Linked DNA regions of Mus musculus: region 2 is linked to region 1. The links are chromatin contacts, called in public HiChIP or PLAC-seq maps. All regions are on one chromosome and are shown on one strand. Each heading gives the region's core, a stretch centred on a gene start, on an enhancer-like site or on the middle of the called end of the contact. The rest is flanking DNA. Distances are from core to core; before and after follow the strand shown. Region 1 has its middle 9.0 kb from the start of Lyz1. Region 2 has its middle 12 kb from the start of Gm32141.

Region 1 (3,229 bases), core at 463-2,962:
TGGAGACAAAATGGGGTAAAAGTTCCCTTCAAAAGGTTTGGAAATTTAGGTAGAGTGGGCCTGACAGGGCATGTTGTTAAAAAGACCAGAGGAAGGACTGAAAAGATGGCTCAGAGATTAAGAACATGCAGAGGACCAGGGTTTGTTCCTACCACACACGGTGGCTCACAGCCATCTGTAACGTCTGTTCCAGGGGATTTGGTGCCCTAGTCTGATTGGTATGCACCAGGCACACACATGCTGCACATACATACATACATGCAGGCAAACAATTTGAACACATAAAATAAAACTAAATCTTAGAGGAAAAAAAGGAAGTGTGTGACAAGAAAAACCCGAGGAAGATTGAGAACAGTCCACTGAACAGTAAGGAAGAGGAGACTGAAGGGACAGGGGCAGACCTAACTACTGAATCCCCAAAGCAATGGAATCTACGACTTAACCCCAGGGACAAGCAGAAGCTATTTATGAACAATAAACTGGGGAGTGATAGGCTCAAACTTTTTCCTAAAAAATCATGTATAATTGGACTCTAAGAGAGCAGCTATATACCTGACATATCTGGGTGCTGGAGAATATTAGGCTATGGGAAGGGATAAGAGGCACCAGGAGACATTTCTTAAAGTGTATCATCAAGAGTTGGTCATTATCTAGACTATATGATTATAAATGAAAGAGAAGCAATACCTTTAACTATCAAGTGTTCAAAGGAGCAATCACTTAAACTTTAAAATTCTCACAAGTCATATGCATAAATAGACATTTTACAGATGAATAGTAGTACGCTGTGGGGAGGGGTGGCGTGTAAAGTGTCATACCCAAAGAAACGCTGTAAGTGGCTCAGGTTTAGATTCAGGTCATTTCATTTCTCTTTTGTATCTACCACACATCCTTGTAAAAATAGAACTGAAAGGGGAATATGTTCTTTAGGGACTCAATTCTAATCCTTGACACACGTAAGGTGTCTATTTATCCATCCCAATTCTCACCCTACACACTGTAAGGCACCCTTTTCTGTTCCTGACACCATTCTGCATACTATATCTATCAATATCTATATAGCTCTATAGCTAGCTAAGCTAGCTCTATATCTACCTGTATCTACTTATCCACCTATCAATATATCTATTGTATATATGTATGTATATATATATGTAAAGACGTGAGTTTTCAGGATGAAGAGTTGGCTCTGTGGTTAAGAACACTTGCTTCTCTTGCAGAGAAACAGGGTTCAATCCCCACCACCCACACGATGGCTCACACCCTTCTGTAACTCCAGTCCCAGAGACTCTGACCTCTAAGGGTAGATGGCTCTCATAGTGCACAGACATATGTGCAGGCAAAGCACTCCCACACAGAAAATAACAAAGATACATCTAAAAAAAATTTTTTTTAAAACCTAAGCTTGACTTTTCTTTTAAGTTGTTTGTCTAGTGTAGAGAATACCACTAAGCATCTGGAAAGAACTTGTGAATAGATATCCCTGCTGTTGATAAACTCATCAGAGCATTACACCTTTCTTTATGAGCACTTCCTCAATTCTCCATTGTTTTTGTTATCTTAAGCTTTCAGGACCAAAGCAAATTGGCTGAAAGTTTTCCTCTTTGTACATTATACTCAGATGTTTCCTTCCTACTTTGGTTATGTCATAAGATCCACTTCTGAACTTACACAATGACTGGGTATTACACATCAAGAAATATAATTGGGAAATTATCGTGCAATCTCTAAGTAAAATTTCCAACATGTTATGAAATCCAGTCTTATTTGCAAAGATCTTAAGTGTTCCCATTTTTGTTTCCTGTTTTCAAGATTTCATTTCTGTATTCAATGTGATCTTTGTATCTGAAGTTCCACATAATGTTTCCACTTGTGTCTACACAATGGTATACTCATTAAATTCACATTCTTTGAACTAAAAATTGCTTATTTCAACTTCCAAATGAGTTGTAATAAGAGGGAAGATTGAGGAAAGTCAAATTTAGAAACATAAAGTGCTTTAACTTCTTTTCTTTCCCCCTTTGCTTGGTCCTGGGCATCAAATCCAATTTTGTTCATTCTCAACACCCATTATACCACAGAGCCACAGCCTCAGCCCAACTTCTTAGCAACAGTAATTTGTATCTACTCATACAAAAGAAGACAGTCCCCTCTTCCTTTTGGACATTTAAGTTAATTGATCAATGATGATCAGGAGAATTTAAAGTTCTTTGTTTTCATATTCTTGGGATGGAGCACAGGTCCCCACAGACACTGGGCAAGCAAACCACCACTGAGCTATCGATAGCTCTAGTCAGGTGTTTACTTTGACTGTGTTATTCCACTCTTCCTCTCTCCTACAGCTCTTGGAGGTGTCTCGTTGCTTGCATGGGACAGTCTATATCTTAGTCAAGTGGAAATTGAACTCACAAACACAGCACCATTTATACATTTTTTAAAAAAACTTTTCTAGAGGTCAGATGTTTTTATTAGGGTGAGGAAACACACACATACAGCAGGCACACAGAGAGAAAAGATCCTCTAGAAAACAGCCTGGGGACTTGGGAAGCTGAAGTCTAGCCTCTCCTTGAGGGCTTTTCATTTTAAGTCTTTGAAGGGTCTTCTTCCCCTAATTTAGGATTAGACAGTTTGAAGAAAGATTTGCTTCAAACTGTTGTATAAGCATGTCCTAATGTGGCCTTTGAACTTTTTGGGCCAGTCCATCAGTAGAAGCCCTATTGGCAGAAGAAAAGCCCATAAGGTCTTTGTTTTAAGCTGCTGGCTTTTGTCTCAGGTCAGGAGGGTAAGGAAGAAGTTGGCCATCTTAGAAGTTCACCATCTTCATGACCTAGACACAGCCCCTCTCCCTATCCGTCTGCCCATTAGGGAATCTGTCTAACTCCTAGTCCCTCATTTCCCCAAGGTCATCCTAAATGTTAAAGGTTTGGAGAAAGCCCTAATTGTTTCCAAGCTGGCAAAGATGATACAGAAGGAGCAGCAGGCAGAGCACCTCAAAGGAGGGTTGATCAAAGGAGCCACCATAAAACTTAGCAGATGGCAGATCCAGAATGTAAGGCAGTCAGTCCTATGGTGGCAGCATGGGTCCTTGAAGTACATTATGTGAGGGAAGTAGCATGCATAACACACAGAGAGTGAGACTCTTAGGACTCCTTTAATCTCTACTGAGAGTGTAGTTTGGGAAATAGTTATGGCAGTGTTGCCCTTATTAGGAGAAAAGAACAGGCAGGGA
Region 2 (3,229 bases), core at 193-2,692, 130 kb after region 1:
GAGGGTGGGGAGAGTCAGCTTTGGTGAAGACAGAACCTTGTTTGCATATGGTGCTGGCAGCACCGCCCAAGGACAGCTTGAGGAGACCTAGGCTCCCCCCTGTGCCAGAGTCCCTCGGTCTTGCTACTGAGTTCGCTCCCTTAGGCATTCGCCTCCTGGAACTCCAGACGAGTTCTTGGTCATCTTTTGCCATGATTTTACCAATCCTCAGAGCAGCAAAGGTATTTCTTAGAAAGTCCCAGGTAACGGGTGACCTGAACCTGGAGCCAATAACTTGAAGAGGTTCCTAATGTGTCCAGCCCTGTTCCAGGCAACCTGCGTGTATTTCTTCATCTAATTCGTCCAATAGTGCCATGAAGTAGGTCCTTGCTAGTGTTAATTCAGCACTGAAGAAACCAAGCAAGGCTGGGGTGAGGGGTTGGGGTTGGGGTTGGGGGAGCTGGCAGAGTGCTTGCTAAATTTGTGCAAAGTCCACAGCTCAATTCCCTATTCTCCAGAAAGCAGGTATGGTCGCACGTGCCGGTAATCCCAGCACGCAGGAGGATCCGAAGATCCAGGCCATCCTCAGCTATATAGAAAGTCCAAGGCCAGCCTGGGGTACTTGAGACCCTGGCTCAACACAGATGAGTAAGTTAATTAATAATAAAAAAGTTTAAAGAAAATAAAAGAAATCAAAATGCAGAATGTTCAAGTAGCTTGTATGTGCTATCAGACAAGAATTTCAACAAGCTGTCTAAATCGAGGGATCCTTTAAACTAATATTTAAGAATAGCCCATACAGTGTGTTCAGACGCCTCTTATCTGTTTAAAGAGCCGGCTCAAACCAGCCTGGAGACAGAATATTTTCAAACGTGAACCATCTGGTTGTTACAAGTCAAACCACAGGAAGCCTGCATTAGAGTTGGCTCTCCGGTTGACTGTGCCCAGCCTCTCTCTCTCTGGTTTCCGCTTCTCTTTGAGTGTTGACTTCATTCTCTCAAATAATGGCGGTGCTTCAGACTTGTTTTCAGTGTGCTTATTAAAGAGTACCCTCAGGATCAGCTGCAAGACTGGGCAGAAGAGGAAGTCAAGCCACGATGCTCTCAACCAGGGTCAGCTCAGTAAGAGCTTCAGAATTCTGCGCTAACAAAGAGACAGAGTAAATAAAAATGACCCGAAGGCCTTCCCGTGGCCCGGAATCTGACCTCAGCAGTGACAGTATATGACTTTGTTGATTGTGCTGACCTCTATCATTGAAATGTCCCGAGGGACTGAAGAGCACGCATACCAATGAGAGAAAAATGTCACTGCGACGAGGGCCGGAATCTTGCGACTCCATCAGGGAGAATTCTCCCTTTCATGGTGGCTCCCAGATCTCGTTTAGCCTGTAAGCTAACAAGAAGAAGAGGCGGTCAACGCACACGTGGTGGCCATCACGACAAACGGGATGACCTAAGAGACAAACGATTAGACGGCAGCGCCACCGTGTGGTAGTCCACGTCCTCACCGCAAGCTGAGGTCGGAAGAGGGTGTCTCTGTGATCAGGAAACGTGCAGTTTTTGTGACATACAAGCAAAGGGGAAGGGCAGGTCCGCGTCCCCACACTGGATTCATATTTTCTGGATTTGTTGATGCCCTCCCCCAGTTCTGATCTTGCTGGCCTCTGTACTGCCTGCCTTACCTATCTGAACTGACCGTGTACCTGTGAGCATCCAGTGTAATATGTTTATTCCACACAGATTAATTTCAAGTCCTCGGGGCAGTTTTCCGTCTGCTCTGTGCATAGTGCACAAGGCTAATACAGTTACAAGAGCCCAGAATGTGGCGCCGGCCCAGCTCTCTGGTGATGCTGCTGCACGCACACACGCGGCACTATGCTGACACCTTCCTTTTCTAGATCTCTTGAATAATCCACGTTGTTCTGCTCTGCATCGGCCTCCTTTAGATACTCCAGGAACTGCTAAACACTCGCTTCTCTCTGAGGACACGTCTAGTTCTTGAGCTCCTTGCTTCAGTTTAAAATTGAACTACCTGGCTCACCCACTCTGCGTTTTCACAAGATGCCTGGTTACCTACCATTTAGTCCAGGTTCTGCCGTTAGGGGTCCCACGCTCTGTTTAGCCTTTGAGCGGCAGGTCTAACACTGGATCAAATCTCCTTGCTGTGGCTGGCCTTTGGCCATCTGTCCCAGAAGGGCAAGCCTTGTTCTCCCAAACTCCCTCTGTCCTCTCTGGATTCTTCCGTATCGCCAGCATCTCAAGTAGAAGAACCCAAACTCTTGCTGAAGCAAACCTCCACCCATTCCAGAACAAAGCCAGGGCGGTCCTCAAGCCAGCCAGGTTTCCCCGGCTATGGGCATCTGTTTTCCATGGCATGGTGGCTGCACCAAGAATGAGGTCCTCTCTCCGTTAAAGGGCACACCCTTCAGAGAGGACCTGGAGCACAGGACTCTCCTGTGTCAACAGCAAGTGTCTGGGATGTGATGCACTCAGTCAGCACTTTGGTCCATTGTTGAGTAGACAGAGCACTTCCGGGGAACATCGTGGAGGGATAGGGGACAATTACACTGAGAGCATTAATGCATTCAAGTTTTACAGTAGGGTTGTTACTTCTATCCACAGGTTTCTAAGCATATCTCTCTGTGTGTGTGTGTGTGTGTGTGTGTGTGTGTGTGTGTGTGTGTGTGTGTGTGTGTGTAAATGTATGCATTCCACGGCAATTGTCTATTGAGTTTGCTCCTGGATTACCTGACTCCTCTCATCACCTCCAGGTCTAATTCTTAGCAACACGAGGACGATATTGCGCCACCTACTGTCCAAATGTGTCCTGCCCTTTCTGCTTCAAATTCTCCTCTCATTAGACCTAAAATAGCGCCCTCGTCCCCACTCCCAGCCCCCTCTGGCTGCCTCTCACGGTTGGGTTTGTAATTTCCACTTGGCCTTTACATTTCCATCCAGCCCCGTGGGCAGCCATCTCTAAGCCTGGTGTCCAGCTGAGCTGGCTTTTATGCGCTCACAGCAGCCCTTCCAGGTGCCCACGGTGGTGGTCCAAGGATCGCAGCAAACCGGACTGCTTATGTAACTAGAGACATAAATTGGTCCCAGGAGTCCTGCAGCGAGTTACTGAAATAACATTCTCTTTATCACAGGCCCGTTTCCACAGGGCCTTTTTACGGGGTGCTTATGCAACAGCCGCCCCGTCAGCAGAAGTCCTGGAAGCGAAGAGCAGGGTGATATTTACAGTGAATAAA

Evidence for each region. HiChIP or PLAC-seq counts read pairs in DNA pulled down with a chosen protein or histone mark.
Region 2: a contact with region 1 is called in an H3K27ac HiChIP or PLAC-seq map of acute myeloid leukemia, with 3 times the contacts expected there. The contact joins two enhancer-like sites. A contact is called at or near these places in 2 of 39 promoter capture datasets (both in embryonic stem cells), 2 of 484 Hi-C or Micro-C datasets (nephron progenitors and trophoblast stem cells), 6 of 115 datasets of contacts at active chromatin or transcription factors (the HPC-7 cell line, T-cell acute lymphoblastic leukemia, acute myeloid leukemia and 3 more) and 3 of 9 other capture datasets (adipose tissue, embryonic stem cells and liver).

The regions. Positions count from the first base shown.
Region 1 is chr10:117,300,284-117,303,512 of GRCm38.p6, forward strand. No RefSeq gene overlaps it. Among named protein-coding and RNA genes, the nearest start is that of Lyz1, 9.0 kb to the left of the region's middle. Within about 2 kb of position 1,713, at least 49 of the 459 cell types and tissues checked have an H3K27ac peak or open chromatin away from gene starts, as enhancers often do. A contact at or near this core is called in the HPC-7 cell line, acute myeloid leukemia, adipose tissue and 1 more, where this site is marked.
Region 2 is chr10:117,434,124-117,437,352 of GRCm38.p6, forward strand. No RefSeq gene overlaps it. Among named protein-coding and RNA genes, the nearest start is that of Gm32141, 12 kb to the right of the region's middle. Within about 2 kb of position 1,443, at least 152 of the 459 cell types and tissues checked have an H3K27ac peak or open chromatin away from gene starts, as enhancers often do. A contact at or near this core is called in the HPC-7 cell line, acute myeloid leukemia, adipose tissue and 1 more, where this site is marked.